7 separate regions of the Mus musculus genome follow, and regions 2, 3, 4, 5, 6 and 7 are each linked to region 1. A link is a contact called in public HiCAR-type and promoter capture Hi-C data. All regions are on one chromosome and are shown on one strand. The core of a region is the stretch at or near the end of the contact, and the rest is flanking DNA. Distances in the headings are between cores, read along the strand shown.

Evidence for each region. Promoter capture Hi-C pulls out the DNA fragments that hold promoters and counts their contacts. HiCAR-type assays count read pairs that join an accessible place to other places.
Region 2: a contact with region 1 is called in a HiCAR-type map of astrocytes, with 4 times the contacts expected there. The contact joins the promoter of Klf15 here to the promoter of Chchd6 in region 1. A contact is called at or near these places in 7 of 39 promoter capture datasets (the 3T3-L1 cell line, cranial neural crest, frontonasal cranial neural crest and 3 more) and 3 of 115 datasets of contacts at active chromatin or transcription factors (astrocytes and embryonic stem cells).
Region 3: a contact with region 1 is called in a HiCAR-type map of embryonic stem cells, with 6 times the contacts expected there. The contact joins the promoter of Cfap100 here to the promoter of Chchd6 in region 1. A contact is called at or near these places in 14 of 39 promoter capture datasets (the 3T3-L1 cell line, 3T3-L1-derived adipocytes, embryonic stem cells and 8 more), 2 of 115 datasets of contacts at active chromatin or transcription factors (astrocytes and embryonic stem cells) and 1 of 9 other capture datasets (embryonic stem cells).
Region 4: a promoter capture Hi-C map of pre-B cells shows a contact between it and region 1, with 4 times the contacts expected there. The contact joins the promoter of Kbtbd12 here to the promoter of Chchd6 in region 1. A contact is called at or near these places in 6 of 39 promoter capture datasets (the 3T3-L1 cell line, hippocampal neurons, liver and 2 more).
Region 5: a contact with region 1 is called in a promoter capture Hi-C map of liver. The contact joins the promoter of Uroc1 here to the promoter of Chchd6 in region 1. A contact is called at or near these places in 13 of 39 promoter capture datasets (the 3T3-L1 cell line, HPC-7-derived erythroid cells, cranial neural crest and 8 more).
Region 6: a promoter capture Hi-C map of pre-B cells shows a contact between it and region 1. The contact joins the promoter of Mgll here to the promoter of Chchd6 in region 1. A contact is called at or near these places in 11 of 39 promoter capture datasets (the 3T3-L1 cell line, 3T3-L1-derived adipocytes, cranial neural crest and 6 more) and 1 of 115 datasets of contacts at active chromatin or transcription factors (astrocytes).
Region 7: a contact with region 1 is called in a HiCAR-type map of astrocytes, with 4 times the contacts expected there. The contact joins the promoter of Zxdc here to the promoter of Chchd6 in region 1. A contact is called at or near these places in 4 of 39 promoter capture datasets (hippocampal neurons, liver, second pharyngeal arch cranial neural crest and 1 more), 2 of 484 Hi-C or Micro-C datasets (CD4 T cells and muscle stem cells) and 2 of 115 datasets of contacts at active chromatin or transcription factors (astrocytes and extraembryonic endoderm stem cells).

The regions. Positions count from the first base shown.
Region 1 is chr6:89,594,096-89,597,673 of GRCm38.p6, forward strand. Chchd6 (coiled-coil-helix-coiled-coil-helix domain containing 6) reads right to left here and starts at 1,557. Exons shown (of 8, transcript NM_025351.3): 1 at 1,364-1,557. The coding sequence starts at 1,450.
Region 2 is chr6:90,460,746-90,464,302 of GRCm38.p6, forward strand. Klf15 (Kruppel-like factor 15) reads left to right here and starts at 1,831. Exons shown (of 3, transcript NM_023184.4): 1 at 1,831-1,980.
Region 3 is chr6:90,427,187-90,430,396 of GRCm38.p6, forward strand. Cfap100 (cilia and flagella associated protein 100) reads right to left here and starts at 1,294. Exons shown (of 17, transcript NM_173775.3): 1 at 1,193-1,294; 2 at 252-357. The coding sequence starts at 303.
Region 4 is chr6:88,625,970-88,629,131 of GRCm38.p6, forward strand. Kbtbd12 (kelch repeat and BTB (POZ) domain containing 12) reads right to left here and starts at 1,460. Exons shown (of 6, transcript NM_001278671.2): 1 at 1,428-1,460.
Region 5 is chr6:90,331,727-90,334,913 of GRCm38.p6, forward strand. Uroc1 (urocanase domain containing 1) reads left to right here and starts at 1,563. Exons shown (of 20, transcript NM_144940.2): 1 at 1,563-1,718. The coding sequence starts at 1,593.
Region 6 is chr6:88,722,395-88,725,810 of GRCm38.p6, forward strand. Mgll (monoglyceride lipase) reads left to right here and starts at 2,018. Exons shown (of 8, transcript NM_011844.4): 1 at 2,018-2,177; 2 at 3,307-3,416. The coding sequence starts at 3,327. All of the region lies in intron 2 of Gm26588 (a long non-coding RNA gene), which reads right to left.
Region 7 is chr6:90,367,765-90,371,270 of GRCm38.p6, forward strand. It overlaps Zxdc (ZXD family zinc finger C), which reads left to right and starts at 1,730. Exons shown (of 10, transcript NM_173002.3): 1 at 1,730-2,804. The coding sequence starts at 1,895.

The DNA of each region.
Region 1 (3,578 bases), core at 307-2,806:
CTCTCTCTCTCTCTCTCCACTCCCCAAGTAAAACTCAAAAAATAGCTCTTGTAAGCTAAATAAAAAATAGCTCTATTAAGGAGTTCAGATGTCAGACCCTCTGAAGTCTTTTTCTGAATCTACTCTCTAATTCACCTAGAGCCAACTCAGAGCATTTTGTTTGAAGTTTGATTTATTTCATTGAGTTCACTCATGTAATTACTTAACAATTATCGACCAAGTACACACTAAGTGCCATGCACAGGTATAGAAGAAAGTCTAGCAAGAAGTTTAACAAACAGCTCTGGAGCTGACCTACTTTATAGTCTTGGGTCTCCTACTTTGTTACCTGTGTGACCTTGGACAACTTATGCCAATAGGACCTCAGTTCCCCATAAGCTACAAAATGGACTAATCAAACTTTTGGTGGTATATGCCCCTCCTTAATCCTAGCACTCATGAGACAAGCAGACACAGAGTCCTGGGCCAGCCTGACTTAATATTGAGACCCTGTCTCAAAACAAAACAGAGGAAGAGGTACTAACAATTCTACTGCTCATTGATTGGTTGAAAAATTAAATAATACCTGTAAAGAGCTGCCAGTCTGAAATAAAACAGGAGCTTTTATTCTTGTAAGTTCCGGTGATAAAGTCATGAATTACACAAGAACTTCAGCCAAGCTATCAGCTAGAGCTCTAATGGGAAACACAATAAACACAATTTGTTTCAAACTGTGTTGGATGCTGAGAAAATCATAAATGTGTGGCAGTAGTGTGGGAAGTCGCTTGAGACTGTGGTCAAGGAAGGATTCTTGGATGACACCTGAGCTGTAACAAGAAGACAGCCAGGTTAACGATAACTGAAGAAACATCGAACACCTGGGATCTTCTAGGAAGAACAAGGAGGTCCTGAGGCAAAAATAAGTATCTTATGAAGATGAGGAAACAGGCCAGGAAAGGGATGGGAAGGTCAGTGGGCACCAGCACATCTTGTAAAAGCCAAGTGAGGCTATTCCTCCTGTTCGACGTGGTAAGGACCAACTGTAGGTTTTTAGTTGAAGAGCGGATAAGGCATATGACCTAATACACAGTAGCTGAAACTCTCCTTTTGCTGCCTCACGGAGAAAGGCACGTGAACAAGATTGGAAATGGAAGAACACTTTCAAAACGTGCTGCAGCACACGCAACGAGAAGCACAAGACAAGTGAAACCGGGTAGAGCACGGAACAAATCCGGAACCGAGAGAGCCAAGGCGGTGGAAAATGACTTGAGGCGGCCGGCTGCCCCCGAGTGCCAGCGGCCCCATGTATCTGGTCCCCGGGACGGCGGCTCCCATTCCCGCCCGCACGCTCCTCCGGCCCGCGCCCTCCCGCCGCGCCGCTCACCCGGATGCCCTGCAGCACCCGGACCCGCTCCTCCTCATCCATCTCGAAGGACACCCTTCGGGCCTCGGCGCTCTCGGCGCTGCCCATGACAGGAGGCGGGCAGGGCGTGAGGCCACGCGAGCCGGCTCCACAGCAACCAGGACGACGCTGCTCAGCGGCCTACGCTCGTCACTCGGGACACAGGCCAGCAACACTGCGCTCTATTGGCTGCTGGGGCTGGCGCGCGTTGCCCTGTGGGATTTGTAGTCCAGCATTCTGGCGCCATTAAAAAGCTCTGGAAGGGGGCGTGGCTCTCTGAGGTAGGGGTACCTGTGGGCTGGAAAATTGGACAGAGGGCCAGCCAAATAGACGCTGAGACAAGGTCATGGTTTCTTATAAATCTTATCCCTGAAGCAAAGTAAAAGTCGTGTTCTAAGAATAAACTACCAAGGATGCTAAGACAACTGTTAATGATCTATGTTCATGTTAAGCATTCAGCAGACTTGTACTGAGCCACCCCATGTAACCTGCTTGAGTCATGAAAGAAACAAATTTCAAACACAAGTGAATCTACTGTAGTGCAAGGGAAACGACACTGTAATACCGCGAGACAAATTAATAAATTGTGGCAACCTCACAGATGGAGCCTTTACACAAATGGAGCCTTTAAGACCTAAAGGTGAGTGTAGTTTGCCATGAGATGATAGAGAAAGTACTATGCTAGGGACCAACTGTTAATCCCAATGATGGGAGGAGAAAGACCACCGGCCCAAACCATCCTGGGCAAGTTAATTAAAACAAACTTTTAATTCTTGTACATAGGCTGTCTTCTCCTAAGATGGAGTTCAAGAGGTCAGACTTTGAGGTAGAAAAGATTTTTATAGGTCAAGGATAAGGGGTTTCCAAATTTGAGGAGGGGTGGGGTATGGGAGACAAATAGACACAAAATATAACTAGTTAGTCTTAACCTCTTGTGAAACAAAGGCATGTTTCTTAGTGTTTCTATTGCTATGAAGAGACACCATGGGTGACTCTTAGAAAGAAAAATATTTAGCCTGGTGTGGTAGCCCATGCCTTTAATCCCAGCACTCAGGAGGCAGAAACAGGCAGAAACAGGCCTGTGAGTTTGAGGCCAGTCTGGTCTACAAAGAGAGTCCAGGAGGGCTTGTTACACAGAGAAACCCTGTCCAAAAAAAAAAAAAAAAAAAAAAAAAAAACCCTAGGACTGGTATGGTGCTAGAGGAGGGAATGAGAGTTCTGCATCCTGGTTGACAGGCAGCAGGAAGTAAGATGGCTTGAGCTTCTGAAACCTCAGAACCCATACCACCCCAGTGACACACTTCCTCCAACAAAGCCACACCTACTCCAACAAGGCCATACCTCCCAGTAGTGCCACCATTCATTCTCTATGGACCAAGTATTCAAACACATGAGTCTATGGGAGCCATTCCTATTTAAACCGCCATAACATGTTGCAAGTGTTAGAGTCTGAGAATCACTGAAGGAAGGCCCCAGACTCAAACAGTATGTAAAGGCAAACAATATTTATTCTGCAAAAACAACCAGCATGCGTGGGTCAATCATTCATCAAAATGGTGACCAGAAGAGGAGCTCTTCTTAATCAGGGCTAGTGGAGTTTGCTGAAAGGGTTAAGTAATCTCTAACATGATTAGCTAGGTGTATGGCAGTTACATTAATACAATTTCTGATTGCTTGCTATATTAGTTTTACCATTTTTGGTCAGGAATTTCAGAAACTAGCCCAATTCAGAGTTTGTTATCTCTCTCAGCCAGTTGTCCCAGGAACTGACTCGGTTCTGGTTCATTCTCCCTCTCAGCCAAAAGTCAGGACCCGTATTGACTAACGATCCATTGTCTGTGACTCTCCCAAGGAGTCTTTCCTGCTTCTTTGGGAAACTGAAACTTAAGGCCTAATATGGCTGCCTGTTCTAAAATGGAGTGGTTTAGATCCTCTCATAAAGTGGTCCTAATAAGGTACTCATAACAAAGTGGTCAAGTCATAACAACAGGTACGCATAACAAGGGTACCTGTTATGGTACCTGTTGTTAACGAGAATTTATAAGTGTTGAAGATTTTCTCTTAACTCAGCTAGCTTCCAAATAATGGATACAGGGCTATTAGATTTATTTAGCAGCTTTAAGGCACAACAACTGAGCAGTATTAATCTATTTTAATCCTCTAAACTAATCTGGCTACCTCCCAGTCAAAATCCCCA
Region 2 (3,557 bases), core at 581-3,080, 870 kb after region 1:
CTGTGTCCTAAAATTACAGACAGCTTCAAGACCTACCTGACCTTTACATGATGCTGGGGATGCAAATTCTAGTCCTGGGCTGGGAACACATAGAAATTTCTGCTATGCCACTTACATTCTCCGTAGGAGACAAGAGTTTACAGAATAAAATAAAAACTTCTAATACATTAGAAAATAGTAAGTCTCCAGAACTGTTAAACTGGATAGGAAAATGGGGGGTGGGGGATGCAGCAGGGAGCAGGGGGCAAATGCAGGCTCCCTTGAAGATGCCACTTGAGTGAAGGAGGGAGCCATGGGAATGTTGGGAAGGGAATCATACTCAGACAAACAGCATGTACAAAGGTCCTGAGCTTGCGCCTGGCAGGTTAACCTGAGAAAGAGAGGTCATGGAACAAAGGGACCCAAAAGAGACTGAGGAAGGCTGAGAGAATGGGGTTATATATACTTCCTGTGAGTGAGCTGGGAGCCCTGGGAAGGTTCTGAAGCAAGGATGCCTAATGTGACTCAGGTTTAGGCAGAATGTCCTAGGTTGGCCATGGCTTCTAGACAGCTGGGGCATCTTCCCTGTGGACTGAGGCCGCTCAGCTACACTGTTGCTTTCAAGCTTCTGATCTTTGACTGCACTTCTCCCTGGGGGTGGGAGACATTGGACAGACAGAGTGTGAGGAATGCAGAGCCCAGGGTAGGCAGGGCTATGGAGAAGTGTGCTGGCCCAGCCTGACCCTGCCCTCCCTTGACAAGATAGGATCAATCAACTTTATGGACTAGCCAACCCCACCTGCTCTGCGTGCTAGCCCTGGCTAGCTATTCACTGGCTGTAGAATACTGGGGAAGACTCAGACTGGGCCTATGATCAATCAGAACGTTGATGACCATCTTGTGCTAAGCACAGACTCCTTCCGTGCTCTGGCTAAGACTCAGTTTAACTGCTGGATCATGGGCACTCACCTGGAGAATCCTCAGATCCTTATTTAAGGGATCTGGCTAAAAATCCTGGCCCCAACAGGGACGGCTTGGAGAAGCAAGGGGAAAGGCTGGCCACCTCGCAGTGTCAGGTAGGAAGCGCCAGGAAGGAAGGTCTGTCCAAATGTCCTGGGTATTAAGAAGCAGGGGAAAGACAAGACAGACCTGGCTGTGCCTGGCCCTCTATCTGCTTGGCTAAGAAGGCCCACGCTCGCTCTCAGCGGGTTTTTTCACGCCGCCCGGGTTTGAAGCCAGGCAGTGTAGGCTAAAGTGCACAGCAGGGTACCCAGCACTCTCTGCTCACGTGTTTTCTTGGGCTTCACTTTCCTCATTAAACCGGTGCAAAAGCTGTCTATGATGGCTTGGGACTGCAATCTGGAACTCCCTCTGCAGATCAGAAGCACCCTGCAGTCTTTGGGGAGGTGCCGCCACTGGTGGTGGTCAGCAAACCTCCGCAGTTTGTCAGTCGCAGAAGTCTAGGGTAGCGCAGTGAGCGTCCATTCCCGTGAGTAACCATGACCGCTGGAGGAAAGACCAGATGTATTTTTACAATTGGTCCCTTTAGACACGGTCCCTACTAGATCGGGCCTTGTTAGGAATGCGGAGGGGGTTGCAGGGACGATTCCGCTCCCGAGGTCCCACGTGGTCTGCACTTCGGGACTCTGCGGGCTTTCAGTGGATTCTAGAACCCGTCTCACGTGCGCATCGGAGGACCCAGTGCAGATCCACGAAGAGACCGGAGAGCGCGTGGGCAGCGGGAGGGTGCGGCCGAGGCGGGGCGGGGGCGCGTGACGCGCGGCGCTAGCCAATGGGGCGCGCGCCCGAGGCCGAGCCTCCTGCGAGCCTTCGCGGCGCCCGCGGCGTCACGTGAGCGGCCGGAGAGCGGGGAGAGCGGCGAGCGGCGAGCGCCCAGCTCGGCCGCAGGGAGTGCGGGCTGCGGCCAGGAGCGCTGGACGCGCGGCCGCATACGGAGCCGGGCCGCACGCGCGAGGCCGCGCCAGGCGACGCGGAGTCCAGGTGGGAGACGCGCGATGTACCGCGGCCGCGTGGGTCCTCCCTTGGGGATCACGGGCCGTCCCCTGGCGCGCGCTGTAGGAACCACGCGCGGAGGCCCGGGAAATGAGGGGACCCCGGAAATGCGGGGACCCCCGTGAGCGCGCCGGGCCTGCAAAGGGCAAATCCGGTGTGCGCAGCTTCTGCCCGCGGAGCCCACGCGCGTCCGTGGCACTCCTGGACCTGCGCTCCCATATGGCGGGGCCTGGAGACCAAGGGGCGGAGAGGTTACTGTCGGTCACTGTTGCGGTGGCCTAAGAGGGGACGCGAAGGGGGTCACTGGGCGGAGGGTAAGGTACTCTCCGAAGCTGTGCGCCAGAGTCCGAGCCACCTCCTTCCCACGTACTTCACACCCACGGGTGGGCACCCACGCGCGGGCACCTGGCGGACACCCGCACGGCTGCACTGCGCCCAGCACACGCAATCACACGACACAAACTCACACCCATTTGCGCGTACCCGCAGCGTGCGCTTATGTTCCGTATCCCCACGCAGAGTCCTCAGGCCCCTCTGAACAAACATTACCGGAGGGACCGCTGAGGGTAGCAGCCGCAGGGGGCAGGTCATCCCTCTTGGAAACATTCTCCCCTGGAGGGCACAGGGGAGGTTTGCTACCACGGTATGGGAAGGTGAAATCTCAAATGTTTGACTGAGTCCTTCAGATATTGCCCCCGACCATGGGGAGTCCCCGCCGCCCTACAGGTGCGAGAATGGCAGTAACTTTGGGGCCTTCGGACTCCTCAGGGAGAAGACTCTTATTTTGAAGACCGGCCCCCATTCGCCACCCCCGTGATTTGCACGCTGACCCAATGGCTAGCCCTTGGCCGGCTCTCGGCTTGTTATCAATTACATGTTGTTCCTACAGCCGCTGTGTCCCCGGGAGGATAAACAGCAGGCCTGGCCGGCTAAGAGAGGGGGCGGAGTCCAGCGGCCTGCCGGGGACCGTGCCCAGAACAGGGTGCCCCCTCCCCCTGCACGCAGCCTGCGCCTCTGGCTACGCCACGTGCTGCTGTTTTTCTGGGACCGGCTTGATCGCTGGCACTTGGGCTTTCAAGTCCTGGGTCCAGGAAGTCCTGGATCCCCTGGGCCTTCAGTACTTCAGTGTCCCCAGGGTTGCTCAGCACTGTTTTAAGATCCTGTGTTATAACCGGTTAGGGCCACTCCACTCCTGCATTTACTCCTGGATTCTGGAAACATTCAGCAAAGGCTAGGTCTGGTTTTGACTCTAGATCTAGCCCTGTAGTGAACAGTCAAGACTGCTTGTATTCTGGTGGGGCTTGAGCATACAAGACAGTTTTCACAGTGATACCTGACCGTGAAGAATATAATCCTGGTGGCTTGTCCAAGGTGGGAGTGGCTTCTGAGTTGAGATTTAAATAATGAGCTCCCATCTGGAATGCTAAGAGAGCCAGGACTTCCACAAAGGGGGCCATTGGCGCCAAAGCCAGGGCTCAGTAGGGTGATCCAGGCCTGGAACAGTTAGAGGGGCAGTTTGGGCGCGGGCAGGGCCCTAGTACTCTGAGTCCTGGAAGAATCTGAAA
Region 3 (3,210 bases), core at 44-2,543, 830 kb after region 1:
TGGGTCAGACTCTCCACAAACCTCAGAAGGCACCAGCCCTGTGCTCCTTTTTCTCATGGCAGTCAAAGCTGTGCAACAGGCTTCTACCAGCTAAGCCATGAAGCCCTAGGTGGGGTTCTGCATCACGATAGCCACAGGAAAAGCATGCACAGTGTTGCTTTAGAACTACGTCAGTATTTGAGTGAGTTTACACCAAACTGTCCCAGGGTTCCTTTTGCCCTCCAGGAGCCCCCACCCAGCTCAGTACTTACTGTCTTCAACCATTTTCACGGAGAACCTAGAGGACCGTGCCTTGAACGCCATGGCTGAGGACCAACCGGTGTGCAAAGCTTGGCCTTAGCTGAAGCAGATTCTCGCCTGGAGAGTGACACAGTACTTGAGAGGATGGTTCCCCCAAACCCACAGCCCACTTTGAACTGAGTGACTTGCATTTCCACTATGTGGACTAACACTGCCTATTCCCTGTATCCAGGTTTAATGGAATCTACTATTCCCCTCCTGGGCAAGGCTGGCCCATATCTTCCTGTTCTCGGAACACACCAGCTTTGGTCTGCCTGGAGCCTCTGGGGAGCCTCTCACCTAGGTGAGGTTGGAAGGGTGAGGGGCGGGACTTCTCCCTTTAAAACTGGGCTCAGATGTCACTCTGAGAGACCTTCCTGCACCAATGCATGTAATGACCCTTCGTTTTCTTCTTTACAAGGTCAAGTGGTTACCTCTTACAAGACTTTTATTGCATATGTCTTCCAGAATGCAATCTGCACGGAAGCAAGCCCTCTGTTCCACCTGTTAGAGCTCCCGACGCTATGCTATGCTAGGTTCCCTTCAAAATGAAGTGAGTTTTCCTGTTTGCAGAAGCTCAACTAGTGTTCCAAATCTCAACGAAGCAGGGCCGAGGGTGGAGCCCAGGATTGCTTGCAGTCTGAGCATCTCTACCTCAGCCAAAACACTACCAGAGAATCCTGCCTCCTAACACCCCAGCTTCTCTTGGCACACCACACCCTGGGGCAAGAATGCAGCAGCAAGGGAATGGACCAGTGCTTAAATGGGGCCTGTCATAGATAAAGTGGAAAAGAGCACCGAAGGACGCAAAGCCTTGCAAGGGACCCAATAGAGTATTTGATCTCGGACCAGAGCCCCACAGCCACCCCGCTGGAGCCCACCCCCAAGCCCCCTGGCCCAGCCCCGCGCGCACCAACCAGCCGCGTGCACTCAGCTTGCTCCGAAGCCTCGGTCGGCAATTCTCCAGTCTTCTGGTCCTGAACTGCGTTTGCGACGCCAAGGCAACTATTCTCACAGGAGCTGTGATGTCATAAAGCCCCGGAGGCGGGCCCGGGCACACTGGGCGGGCTGGCGGGCCGGCGGGCGCGGAGTACTGTGCAGGACTGTGGCAGCTAAAGAGCAGAAGACACGGACTCAGGGAAGGGACAACGACTAGAAGCAGAGCGATCCGGGTTGTTGCAACCCTGCAACCCGGGGACAGGGTACGTTTGCCCAGCGCACTAGCTTCTTTCACCCCCAGATTCTCCTGCCCATCCGTAAAGGATTTTGTTGCAGCTAGGGCACAGACAACAGCCTGGCTCTTCAGAGAATATTTAGGAGTCTTGGGGCCGGGGAGGACGACGGTAAAACAGTCTACAGGCTAGGAATGTGCCAAAGACAGTCTCCCTTAGCTCCTGGCGCTACTCAGGGTCGCTGGCGCCACCCAGTGGGTGGAGAGATAGAACCAAGGCAAGAAGGCCAGGGGTAGGAGTGTAGAAGGATCCTGGAATGGGTCAGGGACCCTTGAATCACCAAAGGGACAGTATCCCGCAGGGCAGTCCAGCGCTGGGCATGGGGGAGCCAGGAAGAAAGGGTGGGCCCTGCATATGTGGTTTGTTGGTTTTGTTTGTTTGTTTGTTTGTTTGTTTGTTTGTTTGTTTTTTATGCAGCTAGTGTTAAATACTCTTTGCAAGCAAGTGGCTCCCTGCCTGGTGTTGGAGGAGGGCCCTTACACTGTGGTCTAGAATTCCCAATATTCTGGCCTCAGCTTCCCAGTAGGCTGTCAAAATAGCCAGACAAACTACAAAACAAAACAAAAATAATAGGAAGAAAGAAAGGAAGAAGAAAGAAGAAGGAAGAAGGAAAGAAAAAGAGAGAAAGAGAGAAGGAAGGAAGAGAAAGAGAGAGAGAGGGAGGGAGGGAGGGAGGGAGGGAGGGAGGGAGGGAGGGAGGAAAGAAGGAAGGAAGGAAGGAAGGAAGGAAGGAAGGAAGGAAGGAAGGAAGGAAGGAAGAACAACAGTAAAACCTGCACCAGGTTTGGAGTGCTTATTTATTCAACCAGTCAAGCAAATATTTCAGAAATCATTCATCTTTCACACCACGAGGGCTTTTACGAATTTAGAAAAATAAGCCACCAAAAGAGAACAAATGAGGGTGCTACCATTCCTGGTGTTAGCACACCTGTCCTGAGTCCCCGGTGAACCCTCACAGGGTGTCCTTTAAGCCAGGTATTGTTCTCAGCGCAGATCCATTCAGTACTTACTACCATCCTGATGACTAGGTCCGGTTCTGAACCACCACCCCTCAGCATGAGGAACCAATGTGAGCCTAAGATCCTAGAAGAAAGGCACACTGTGTTCAACATTGTACAAGCCAGAGTGATCGGTGAAACCTCAAAGACTGCGGAGAGTTGGAATGCTGCAAATCTAGAGCCAAAATTATCTGAGGTAATACTAGCCCTCGAAACAGCCACTGTGATTGACAGAACATTCTTGTAACTGTTACATAACTCTTCTCGGAATGTTCACACCTCTAACTTCTACCAACACAAAGGCCGAGAATGTCCTCAGATGGCATCTGAGGCCCACAGCAGAGAGCTCCACACCCTTCCTTGTAACCCAAGTCTGTGTTCCTCGGCCATAGCCGCTCAGTGTTTGGCTAGTTACTTCCTGTGAAGCAGAGCTGGTTTTACGTCAACACCGGTGAAGGCAGTTACCCAGACACGCTCCAACTCCCACCTCTTGTGGATCTTATGCATTATTCAAAACGATGTGTCTCGTACCAGAGATCGGGGAAGCCTGGAGGCGTGCTCGGTAAAGACGATAAGCTTTCTGCTGTGCCTCTTGGTTCCTCGGAAGGTTAGAGAAGAGATCATCTAGAAGATGTGGCATGGTATGGAAATTTAAACAAATTTTTACTTACGGGGTGGGAGAGCTCAGAGGACAACTTAGG
Region 4 (3,162 bases), core at 210-2,709, 970 kb before region 1:
TGTGTGTGTGTGTGTGATACCCAGGAGGGCCCCCACCTGCTCAGTGGATAAAAGGAGGAGGGAGGGGGGAAATATTGTGGGAGGGGTGACAGGGAGGGGAATGTAAAGTGAGTAAATTAAAAAAAAAAGAGTTTCTTGGTATGGTTGTTTGATCAAACTAATGCTTTGTTTAGTTCTACATCATTCCTAATAACCTTACCCTCCTATATCTGAATAAATATTTCTGAGGCAGGGTCTTTCTAGGTAGCCTTAGCTGGCCTCTGATTCACAGCAATCTTGCCTGCCTCTGTCTCCTGTGTGCTAGGATTAAAGGCATGTGTCACTATATCTGCCCTTCTCTCTTTGTGTTTTTACATGTATATGTTAGCTTTGGAGATTCTGATTTTGCTTAAACCATGCTTTAAGTTATTATCCTCTTGTCCAACTATAAATCCTTCCAGGAGACTTTCTTCCCTTTATTTGTGGCATTATGACATCTACTTTTGACCTCCACCCTCAAAGTTAATTCACAGTCATTATTTGCTCTCTGAGATAGAGGCCTCATTCCTGGGGAAGGGCCAGCTGAAGCAAACTTGAAACATTCCCGCATTTATAGAAAAAAAAAATGGCAACAATGGCTTATTTCCAAGTGACCTAAAAGCCAGCTGCAGCTTCTCAGTTGGCACATCTGCCCACCCGTGCTAAGCCCTAAGTGTCAGCCATTATTTATGGTGCCTTCCCTATTTCTCTTCTTGAGGGTGATTTTACAGCCATTTAAGTTTGTGACCCCTGGTTTATAACCTAACACTCTTACTGTATGTTGTTTCTGCCATCACCAGATTTCCCCAGTCCTACTTTTGCCAGCGCGGTAGGAAATGGCTGAACATGCATACCACCCTAATTACACTCAACTTTCCCCGCTGATGTCGTTTCCCTGATTTGTTTAATACGAACAAGTCACCCTCAGATGTACATAAGGCTTGCAATAATGAGTCACAGAGATGATAAAGACAAATAAGCTTTCTCTTCTTTTTCCTTTGGTGTGCTCGCAATGTTTTGCATTCACCCAGTTCCTTATACTTTTTCCGAGTGCTTTAATATGCATTATAGCTCATTAGTTCCTCTTAAGAATCATGTGGGGAAAATGCAAGGCAATTATATTCCTGGCTTTAAAGTTAAGAGAGTCGCCCAGGGATACATTCAGCGCTGATTGAATTTAAACGAACCGAACCCTGCTTTATTATGGGCTCCGGGAAGGCAGGAGAGCCCTTACCTCGATGGCATTTATAGTCTAGCGGGGTCGCAAAATAATCAGCCGGGTCATTTAGGGAAGGGAATTATCCTGGAGGTCTAGCAAATGGATTATGCCGCAGGGAGACCGGAGCGGCCGCTGACCCCACACCGGCCGGCCGACCGAGGGGGCGTCCCCTCTCTAGGCCCCTACTTACTCGCTGCTGCTCCGCCGCCATGGCGCCGTGACTAGGCACACGCGGGGTCGGGAGGGCGCGGCGGGGCAGGCCTGACTGACTACACTACCCGAAATGGGCCTGGGCTGACAAGCACTATAAATAGACCAAGCGAGGGGGGTGCAAGGGACAGGCGGCGTCCCAGCGAGGACGAGGAGGGCGCTGGCGGCCACCCAGAGGTAACAGGTGCTCGGCCTCCGCGCGGGAAGCGGCCGGGACACGCGCTGCAGTGTGCGCCTGCGCGGGGTCTTCCCGCGCCTGTTCCACACAGACCCCAGAGGTCCCTCACCGGCAAGTGCGCCTGCGCGGGGTCTTCCCGCGCCACACCGCGCGCTAGGGACAACGGTGTTCTGTCAGTCAAGAGCCCAAAAAGACACCTTTGAAAAGAGAATTTGGAAATCGGATCTTTTAAGGGGACACGTCTTTCATTTAATCTTTAAACGTTGCAAAGCTCACCCGAGGCTTCTGTGTGATCTTATTGAGTACGGCCTATGGTAGGGTTGCTGAAGAAAACACAGGAATCCAGTTAAATATACAATTCAGACATACAAGTGGTATTTCTTTTCTTTTTTTCGTATAATATGTTTCAGAGATCGCATGGCCAGTCCACATTTAGAAGCAACTCATTGTTTTGAAACCAAAAACAGGTTTTGGTTTCAATACAGAACATAGAATTCTGTATTTTTATTTATTACAGCTGGCAACTGAATTTCAGCACTCAGCTTCTGATGTGGGAGGGGGGATTTCCTGTAAGTGGAAAGTGTCCCCGAATCCTGAGAAAAGATTAATTCTGTTCTCAGGGTGCTCTCAGTGATGGGGAGCTAGTACCCCTCAGAATGTCATAGAGCATCATCTATTTTGTGATTAAAGACTCAGTATTAAGTCAGCTAGCTTAAAACGAGCCAGAATGGCTTTAGTGTAGTAATACACATTTGTGTGAGGGTTACAAGCTCTTGGGAGGAGGGGTCAAATGACCCTTTCACAGGGGTCACCTAAGACCCTTGGAAATATCACCACAACATGAGAGTCTGTATTAAAGGGTCACAGCATTAGGAAGGGTGAGGATCTCGATAGGTTAAAGTGAAGCTGTCAGTGGATGTGTATTTCTAGGAGAGAATCTGTCACCTGGTTGTTTCAGTTTCTAGAAACCGTTCTGATTCTTTTGTGTGTGATTCCTTTCTCTTAAAGTCAAGATCAAGCTAGAAGTGGTTGGACATACTTGTAATTCCAGCACCCAAGAAGTAAAGGCAGGGGAATCAGGAATTTAAGGGGCTGTCGGCTTCACTGGGAGTTCAAGGCTAGCTTGGGGCACATGAGACACTGTACAATAATACTCCGTTACTCCCTCCCCCAAAGCTTTGGGGGTCATAGAAATAAGTCTTTCTCAGGTTGGATCATTCTGGTGCACACTCATATTTTTCCTTTTAAAAAAATCTTTGTGGTAAAATATGTTTAACATAGATTTTACCACCTAGTCATTTTAAGTGTTCAATCTAGCATCACTAAATATATTTATATATCAATATATAAACTATAACTTACTATAGTTTGGATGTTGATTTTCCCCCAGAAGTTTGCATGTTGAACCGGTGAGTTCCAGAATGATGCTATTTGGAGGTGTTTGACCCTTAGGGCGGGAGACCTGATAAGTCCTTAGATTACTGGAGGGCATGCCTCTGATAGAGTCAACAGGAGCTCAGTTGGTTCTCTTCCTCTC
Region 5 (3,187 bases), core at 313-2,812, 740 kb after region 1:
GTGAAAAGAAATGATATGCACTTTTATACTTTGTCAAAATTTTTTTAAAAAATGCACAATGTGAAAAAAAATTCTAGGACTGAAACTCAAGGGTAGATGGATGATTAGCATATCCCTGGAACAAAAAATAAAAAATAAAAAAATAATTAAAAATAAAAAATAAATTTAAAGAAAAAGGAAACCTAATCAGAAGCACACAAACTCGGGGTAGCATGTTACTTTATTCACCTGTGTACCATGAAGGATTTGGGTGTCAGCTGAATAGAAGGCATTCAGGATGAGTTGTGAGAGTTGTGGACCCTTCTGGACTTTGTGAGTGTTGTGGACCCTGTGGGCTTCTTGGTACCCTGGGGGTCCCTTCATAGGAGCCTTGTGAATCCTTCCTTAGGGACTTTGTGGGACTCTTTACACTGTCATGACTGGTGGCATCTGTCAATGGTGATTAACCCCACCTCCACCTCTCCCCTCCCTGGGATTCCCTGGAAAACAAGTGACTTCTGGGGCTATCCAGGAGTCACAAGACCGGCTCCCAAGGATGCAAAAATACTCTCACCACAAGGCCACCCAGAATGCCCCCTGGTGTCCCCAGACGCAGGACTGCAGACAGAGACAGATCTGCTTTTCTAATTGTGCTATAGAACGTCTTGTTGATGTCTTCACACCACTCCCGCATGTACACTGGACTCTTAAGCACAGATGCCATTTCAGTGGTGTCTCCATCCAACTGTGGGGTCCCAAGTCTCCAATATGAACTTCACTCATAACCAGCTCCAGGACTTCAGGAAGTCTCCTTGCCTCTCTGACCTCAGTTTCCTTTTCAGTGACATGGGACTGGAGTTCTGAGGGCCAGCACAAGTGCCAGCCACCTCATGTACTGCTCTAAGTGACCAATGGTTCACCTTCCCACTCTGCCAAAGGCCGGGTGACATGACCTTTTTCTGCAGATGGAGGAGTAGGTCACCACCCACCTGTGTACACAGGGACAGAGCAAAGGGCATGAAGTTGGCCAGGAGTGGACATTTACCAGGATCACTGGGACTCAATGGTGGACCTTTCCTGGCTAGGGGCGGGGGGAAGTGACACCTAGCATTGGCCTTTGGTCCAAGGCCAGGATGTGGAGAAAGGCTTTTATGCAGAGCTGTTAATGATTAGAGGTTGCTGGGGGCATGGAAAGCTGTAACCACACCTACCTTCCCCTTCTTGCTCAAGTGTCAGGGAAATGGAATACAAGGGACTTGCTTCTGTAGAGCTTGAGCCAGGTTCAATGTCACATGACTGCCCACCATCAATATTCCAACATTGCCACTTTTTAGACCCCCTCTAAGATTGGAAAAAACCTCACCCTCAAAGCCTACCAGCACCCCAAACTCATACCCATCTAACTTGGGTATGACCCCAAGGAGTTTCTCCTCTGGCAAGTAACACTCAGGCAACCAACCTATCAGGCAGTGATCCAAATGACCTGCCCCTTATGCCCTCTCTGGACCCAATGAGGGGCTGGAGGAGGTGGCCCTGGGGCTGTCCCCACCCTGCTTGCCCCTGACTACCCAGTCAGTCACTTCATACTTGCCTCCACCTCAGCTTCTGCAGACATGTCCAGCCTCCAGGAACTGTGCTCTGGTCTGCCCCTACGACCCCTTCCTGAGAACCGGGGTCGCTGGGCTGGGGTGCCACATGCTCCGGTTAGAACTCCGAACCTCAGCCCTGAAGAAGAGCAGGTAACAACTGCTACCCAGTCCTCTGGGGCTCTGGGGCCCTTTGGTACCTTTTAGGTGGCCAAGGTGGCTGGATACCCCTCTTTCTTTCCACATATTAGCTGTCCCTGTCCCTACCAGCTCCCAGCGAAGGGTGAGGGGGTGTGTCAGCATCTATCAGACTGACATTCTTCAGGTGAAGCCACACCTTAAGACTCGGAATTGGGGCTCCCACTTCCAGATGAGGACACTGGGGCTCAAGGTCACCCAAACAGTCTGTGGTGGTGGTGCTGCAGCCACCTCTGGTGAGGAACAGGAAGAGGCAGGGTGTGAAGTGGCCCTAGCTCAGCACCTTCGCATGAACCTTGTCCAGCTCCAAACACTGAGTGACCCTTGTGTCCTCTGCAACAGTTTTTCTTTGCCCCTACCCCAAAACCTCCCGTTGACTGCAGCTGTGTCCATTAAGGACACAGAAGTGCAGGGAAGGATGACAGTTCAGGTAGCCCCTCACCTGGTGGCTCCCTTTGCACAAGGGATTTAGGCCAAAGAGCTTTCCAAGCTGCCAGACTGAAGTAAGTCCCTGAGCCATGAGAGGCTGCTTTTCTGAAAGACACTGAAGTACAAAAGCTAAATAAAATGCCCTACTACCACCCTCACCCACAGACTGCTGTTCTGGGGAACACCACTCCTGGGCTTTTCCAGAGCTGCCCACAGTCAGGGAGCATGTTTCAGAGCTGCTGGGGTAGGACACTGGTGGACAGGAGCCAGGAATGAGAGCAAACAAAGAAATGAACTGAGGGTCCTAGAAAATGGGGTAGCACCGGGCAAGACAGGGCTGGTGCTGGAGAGGAGCCTACGGTAGAAGGACTGGGGTGGTGGTCACCTTGTCTTATCATTTGACCTGTCTCTTCTGCTGAGCTCATGTCTCTGCTGTGGTTAATGTTCTTCCTCCTTGGCACCAGTGCCTTGAGTAGCCACAAGAGCTGGGAAGGCTCTGTTGCTCCAAGGGCCTCTGCTGACACCCCTGTGGCTGGATGATGGTGATTAACCTCCACAGTGTTTTGTGGTAGCAGAAGGGCAGCCAGGAACTGAGAAATCGGGCCCCTTTGGTTTTATTCCTGTACGTCACCCTGTGTTTGAAGAGTACAACAAACATCCTTAAAGGAGAGGTGACTTGCAGATCTGAGGAGTTAGAGTTAGGAAGTGACTTAGTCTTCCCACTATGATGAAGTCCCAAAATTTAGTGAAAGCTTCTCTTTCGTTGACTTGCTTTCCATTTGGGGTGTGTGTGTGTGTGTGTGTGTGTGTGTGTGTGCTTACATGTGCACACATGTATACATATGTGGTTGTGTGTGTTCCTGTGTGTCTATGTGCTTACACACACATATATATGTGTACAAATGTGGTTGCATGTATTCCTGGGTGTTTGTCTGTGTCTCCATTATGTGTTTGCACATGCCCACACATGTGTGGATGTGTGGGTATACATGTGG
Region 6 (3,416 bases), core at 768-3,267, 870 kb before region 1:
ACTGTTGCTGAGGATGGCAGAGAGCTCATGGCCTCTAGGGATGGCTTATCTCATTCCCTGAAGAGCCAGACTACAGGAATCACACAAGGCTCTACTCTCTTAACTCTCTCTCTGATCAAGCGGGAGCAACTCTAGATTCAGGGGAGACTCTGTTGACAGCTCAAGGGACCGTTCTTCTCAAAACTCTCAAACCATTGAAAGTCACAAAACACCAGTGCTAGGAACATTCAAACCCGTGGCTTCAGGACCCTGCTACCCTTGCTCTCAGTAAACCACAGCTGAAGTGAATAGTAAGGATACTGTTAAGGCCCAGTCCAGCTTTGAGAACAGGCTCCCAGTCCTTCGCCTGAGCTTGCTTACCCTAATCCTGACCTGCCAGGAAATACAAAATCAACTCCAAGAAGTCATTTAGCCACTCCTTCTGTGTCCAAGCCCTGGAGACCTGCCTAAGGCAGAGGGTGAGCTAGGTCCTTCTGCATGGCCTGCAACCAATCTGTCTTTCAGAGACCCCTTTTACCATTCAAGTCAAGTTAGATTGCAGCCTCACCTTAGGTGGACACTACCACTGTGCTGCCCTGACAATGATACTATTCAACCCTGCTATTTTGCAAAGTGGTTGGCCAAGAAGAAAGCCCTGGAAAGCCTGAGGAGATGGGTGTGGGTTGGGGTCATCCTTCCTCTGCAGCTGTCACTCACAGGTGGCAGGCATAGGACACAGTGGACAGGCTGTAAATTTAGTGCTGGATTCCAGACTCCACAGCCACATAGGCAGCTGTGCTAGTGGGACCTGGATCCTGGGGCACCTAGGGGAAATGGTTTCATGCAGTGTGTGTGTGTGTGTGTGTGTGTGTGTTTGCTTGCAGTATGTCTGCTTCCTTCTCAGAGCTCTAAGCGCTTGTGCGTGAATGTCACGCATCTTTAGCTCTCTGGGTGTATATGGTGTGTTGTTTTTCTCTGTTGTGAACAAAAACATGGGGAAAGGAGCTACTTCTGCTGCTGAGGCGGAAAACTAAAGGGAAGCTGTGTCTGCTGAGATTAGCTGGCTGATTAAAGTTTCAGTACTATGGAGAGGTTGGAATGTTCCAGGTCCAGAGGCAAATTACTTTATTTTGGGCTAAGTTCGGGCCCTCAGGAACAGCCATTTCTTTCTTGCCCCTCTTTGTTAGAACTAACTTCTTGAGGCAATAGATGAACACTGTTTAACTATTGATTTAACACGATAGTTAGCTTCTACAAATCCAAAAGTTAGCAATGCTATCAGATAGCATTTTGAGCCTATAGGAACACTTTCCCATTTCACTGTTACCTGACTCTCTGTTGTACCCACCAATGTATTTTAAACTTGCCTTGATATACGGCTTTATCTGTTCTGTAAAACTATTTTAAAAACAAAACAAAACAAAACAAAAACCAAAAAAACCCAAAAAACTTCCCGAAACTGCTTTCACATAGGAACATGGAATTAGGGGTAACTTAAATCTGTGTTTCCAGCTCATGGTCATTCAAAATGGCTCCAGAATAATCTTTTCCCCTGTAAGATGAGAGCTGTGGTTTCTGCGCTGACACTCACTGTGTGTGTGGTGTGTTGTTTTTATCTGTGTGCATGGTGTCTAGGGCGTGTGCGTCCATGCTGTGTGTTTGTATTCATGTAGTAACTGTGACATTCACTTGTACCTCTGTGTGTAGTTTGTATCTGGGGAAGGGTCCTGAGGATGTGTCCTTGTGGGTGTGCCTACACCTGTGCTATCTGAATGTGGGTCTCGCACGTGTGCAACTGTAAACATGTGCATGCAGTTCTAGTGAGCGTGTTTCTGCTCCGGGGACCAGTGTGAGGGTCTGTGTTCTCGACTGTGCGCATGGGCTGGAAGGGCCCCATAATTCGGTTCAGTGCCCCGTGAAGGTCCCCCACGCGGCCAGGAAAAGCGCGAGGCAGGTCGGCGGGCGATGCCCCGCTCCTCCCCGGGGGCCGGGCACACGTGGGGCCCCGGCGCCGCCTCCCCGCGCGTCCCCACCCAGCGGGCCGCCCCCGCCGCCGAGCGGCTGGGGATAAAGTGGCGGCGCAGACGCCGCGCCCTATCGCTGCGCAGCCGGCCGCGCGCAGTAGTCTGGCTCTAGCCCGCCGCAGACCCGGACCCGCGTGGTGCTCGGGGAACGTGACAGCGGCGCTCGTGGCCCGGGTAACTGCCTCCCGCCCCTGCCTCAGGATAGGAGCCGCCGCCAGGGGTCCCCTGCGCGCGTGTGCGTGCGCACGAGTGTGCGCGCGTGTCAGCGTGTGCGCGTGAACGCGCCCCTCGCGCCCTCGCACCAACCCCCAAACAGACTTGTGCCCGTCAACTGCATCTTCCCAGACCGGTGTGGGAACAACGGCCAGGTCCACGTCCTGTGTGGCGTGCCGATGACAGCCGCGAGGTTTCCTTCCCTAAGCGGTCGCGGGCGGGCAAGAGGCAAAGTTTGTCGGAGAATCGGGGTGACTTTGCTCGGGGACCCGCATCTGCGCGAATGCGCGGTGCCGCGGAGCGCGTCTCGCAGCAGCTCCGGGCTGGGGACCGGCTGTCCCTCGCTCCCGGAACCCCTTCAGGGGTGTGTTCTGGAAAAGTGGCGACATGAGCTAGAGCTGGAGCAGCAGGAGGGAGCAACTCGCACCCCTGCAGCCCAGGCGGGGAGGGCGCGGACCCCGTGGTGCTGCCCTGCGGCCGCGATGAGGGAACAGCCCTCGTTTGCCTGGCGCTGATACTCGAGGCTGTGGCGGTAGTGGAATGCAAAAGCCAAGACTAATGGAAACAGGTTTGTCATGGCATCTTTGGCATTCAGAAGGGAAAAATCGCTTGGGGCGCGTCACCTACTTATTATGCCCCCTGAAACCCGCACAGTGGAGATTTTAGGAGAGATGGGTCCTTGCAGCTGGGGCTTTGTACCCACGGAACTGACTGTAATTTCCGCTTGATTACAGCTAAAATAGTCTTTAAGATGAAGTTTCCTGAGATGATTTAAAATAAACACAGATGGGAGGGGGGCTATACTGAGGCACTTTAAAAAAATAAAGTGAGCATTTTCTTAAGGACAAACAGGACTTTTCAATCTTGAAGGGGTTTGCAAGAGATGTATGTAATTTTAAAATATATATATCAAATTGGGGTTTGGTGGGGTTTTTTTTGTTTGTTTGTTTTGTTTTTTGTTTTTTGTTTTTTGTTTAATTGCCTAGAAAAGAAGCCACAGCCACAGTCCTGACTCAAAAAAGGCTTTCTTTCCTCCCATATGGACATAAGTGTATTTCTGACTTTAGAATATGTCCACCTTTCTTCCAAGGGCCTAAAGACCCCTGCAGGATGCCTGAGGCAAGTTCACCCAGGCGAACTCCACAGAATGTTCCCTACCAGGACCTGCCTCACCTGGTCAATGCAGACGGACAGTACCTC
Region 7 (3,506 bases), core at 480-2,979, 770 kb after region 1:
TCCACATTCTTCCAAACAAAACCATGGCAACACCTATCACAGTAACACCCCAGGCCCTGGTACCAATTTCTGTCTTAGTTAGGTCTTTACTGCTGTAAACAGACACTATGACCAAGGCAACTCTTATAAGGACAACATTTGATTGGAGCTGGCTTACGGGTTCAGAGCTTCAGTCTATTATCAACAAGGCAGGAACATGGCAGCATCCAGGCAGGCATGGTACAGGTGGAGCAGAGAGTTCTACATCTTCATCTGAAGACTGCTAGCAGAATACTGACTTCCAGGCAGCTAGGAGGAGGGTCTTATAGCCCACACCCACAGTGACACACCTACTCCAATACCTTCTAATAGTGCCACTTCCTGGCTCGAGCATATCCAAACCATCACAGAGTGCATAAGCACATATACAGACAGGTAAGGTTTTTCACAAACAGATGTGCTATTTCTGTGCTCATTTTTTAAATGTATTTTTAATAGAAGCATACAGACGTGTCATTGCTGTCATTTGTTGTCAGTAGCTTTTGTATATCAGATGTGCTGTTCAATCAACACTTTTAATGCCAAAAACTTTTGCTCCTTGGAGAACCCATCCCTATTAGAGGCTAGCCCTAATTCCCCATCTCCCACTAATCTACTGTCTGTATAACTTAGCTCTTCTAGACATTTCATATAAATGGCATTATAGCACATTCTCTTTTGTGGCTGAAATATTTTTCATAGGTTTGGTCATGACATAACTTGCAAAACTCTGTAATTGCTCAAAAATATTCCACTGTATGAATATATATTCATCTGACAATGAACACTTGCATTGTTTCCCCTGGCGAGTTGTTGTAACAAAGATTACTATAAGCATGCAAGTAGTTTTTGTGTAGACATATTTCCATCCCTCTTCAGGGAGACACAGGGGGAGGGAGATACCCTTGCATTTTAAGGGGCAAATTGGTGGGAAATGGGGGTAAACCAGTGTAGGTGCAAATGGCAGGTTGGCAAAGTTTTAATAGTATTTGAACTTTCAGAAGACTAAAGCCTGACCTACAGAAAACAGGCTGGAGGCAGAAAGGACTGGAATGGGTGGGGGCGGGGAGACAGTTGGGTAAAGGTGGAGCGGAAGACAGGTTCCTTAGCTATTTGAGAACCTAGGAGTGAAATAAGTTTGAATTTGAGTGGTGATGACAGGAGTGGTGTGATTCCAGATGAATCCGTATGAGACAAGGGGGATTGTGGAATTCAGGGAACAACCAGCAACTTAGAAGGCAGACATATATCAAGGAAACACGGAATGTCTTTAGTGGTTTAGGTAGGGATCCCATCAGGACCTGCTACAGGGCAAATCAGGTCGGTGGCACAGTAGCAGCAGATAGACGCGCTCTTCGGCGAGGTCATAGAGAGATGACAAGCAAAGTGGAGAGGTTCAAAGCCTGAGTGTCAGTTCTGGATCATGTGGCCACAGGTAAACTTGACTTGTTTCCTTACACTTGGCAATCACAGGTTGAATTAGCTCGTATTTTCAAAGTACAGAGGGCACAGGAACTCTTAAGAAACGCAATCAGTTTTCATTCCTTTGCGCTACCCAGATGCAAAAGTAGGAGCCCAAATCTGAAGACCCTCTTTTTCCAAGTTGGGACTCCAAGCACAAGACAAGTTGGAGGCTCCGCCCCTGCTCCAGCCCCTGGGCTTCCTCGTGACTACAGTCCCGACAGCCCTCGCGCGCCACGCCCACGCCCACGGCTCCTGCGCACGCGCAGCTCGAGATGCGACTCTGGGCTGTAGTCTAAGCTCAGCTTTGACAGAGGCTCCCGGGGGGCGGACCCTAGGTGTCGCGCGCATGCCTGGCAGGGCTGGGCAGCTCTTCTCCGGTGGCTGCGGTTCGGACGCCTCAGCTGGGCCTAAGATGGACCTCCCGGCGGTGCTGGCCGCCCCGGCCACGCGCGGAGACCAACATGGCGGTGGCCCGAGCCGACTTCGCCGCGGCGCGGGGCCGTCCCTCGGTGCCGGTCCCGGGCGCCGTCGCCTGCTGCTGCTGAGGGGCCCGGAAGATGGCGGGCCCGGGCCGCGTCCAGAGGAGGCCCCGGGGCCCAGCCCGCCGCCCCCGGAGGACGGCGGCGACTCCTTCGTGGTACTGCTGGAAGTGCCGCGCGCGGCCGACACCCATGGTCAGGAGGAGGCCGAGCCCGATTCGGGCGCGAGCCCCACGGAACAGGTCCCGGCCGCCGCCCCCGGCGCAGCTCTGGCAGGCACGGTCACCATCCACAACCAGGACCTCCTGGTGCGCTTCGACCGCGGCGTCTTCACGCTGGCTGCGGCGCCCGCGCCAGCCGCCCCGAGCCTGCATCCCGCGACCACCCCGGGCCTGGAGCCCTCGAGCGCTGCTGCGTCCCGCCGCGGGCCGGTGGCCGCTAGCGCTGGCTCCCCGGCCTACCGCTGTCCGGAGCCGCAGTGCGCGCTGAGCTTCGCCAAGAAGCACCAGTTGAAGGTGCACCTGCTGACGCACGGCAGCCTCCAGGGCCGGCGGCCCTTCAAGTGCCCGCTGGATGGCTGCGGCTGGGCCTTCACCACCTCCTACAAGCTCAAACGGCACCTGCAGTCGCATGACAAGCTGCGTCCCTTTAGCTGCCCGGTGGGCGGCTGCGGCAAGAAGTTCACCACCGTCTACAACCTCAAGGCGCACATGAAGGGCCACGAGCAGGAGAGCTTGTTCAAGTGCGAGGTGTGCGCCGAGCGCTTCCCCACACACGCCAAGCTCAACTCCCACCAGCGCAGCCACTTCGAGCCCGAGCGGCCTTACAAGTGTGATTTCCCCGGTAAGCTGGAGACGCGGACCTGCCGGGGCGGGCGGGACCCGGCGGGGTCTGGACCCAAGGGCCAAACTGTCGCTTGTTTGGGCAGGGTTTGCGGAGGTCGGGGTGGAGGCGTTACGCGCCCTGATCTAAATGAGAATAAGGCAAAAACACTCCCGTGTTTGTTTTGAAGTCCCTTTCAGGTACTTAGATATGAAGCTCTGGGTTCCTACAGCCAAGTGGCATGCACAATCGCAGCTATCCGTGGGGAGGGTACAAACCTTTGTTAAGATGCTTACATTGGAAGTGACCTCTTCTCAGAGTTGAGTCAGGACTTTATTTTTCTCAGTCTACTCGTTCAACAATACCAGAGGAGTCAGAGGTCCAAGATACATAAATCGAAATATGCCACCTTAAAATACTGAGGGAATGAGCACACATTGGTGCTTCTCTGGTCCCTCTCCAGCCTCTCTGGAAGCCCCATTGATTAGAGGACACAGAGCTCCCAAGGACGCCTCGAACATTGGATCAGACCCCTGTCCTTTCCAATATTATGAATAGAGTGATGCTCCTTCATCAGGAGCCGGTGTGTGACACAGCTGTTTTTGTGTCTTTTATACTGATTTTTGACAGACTAATCAGTTTCTGGAATCATGTCTGTTCTTTTTACTTTTAGCCAGCATCTAGCTTGCACATTAACATTTATATACACTCTGCACTAGTAAT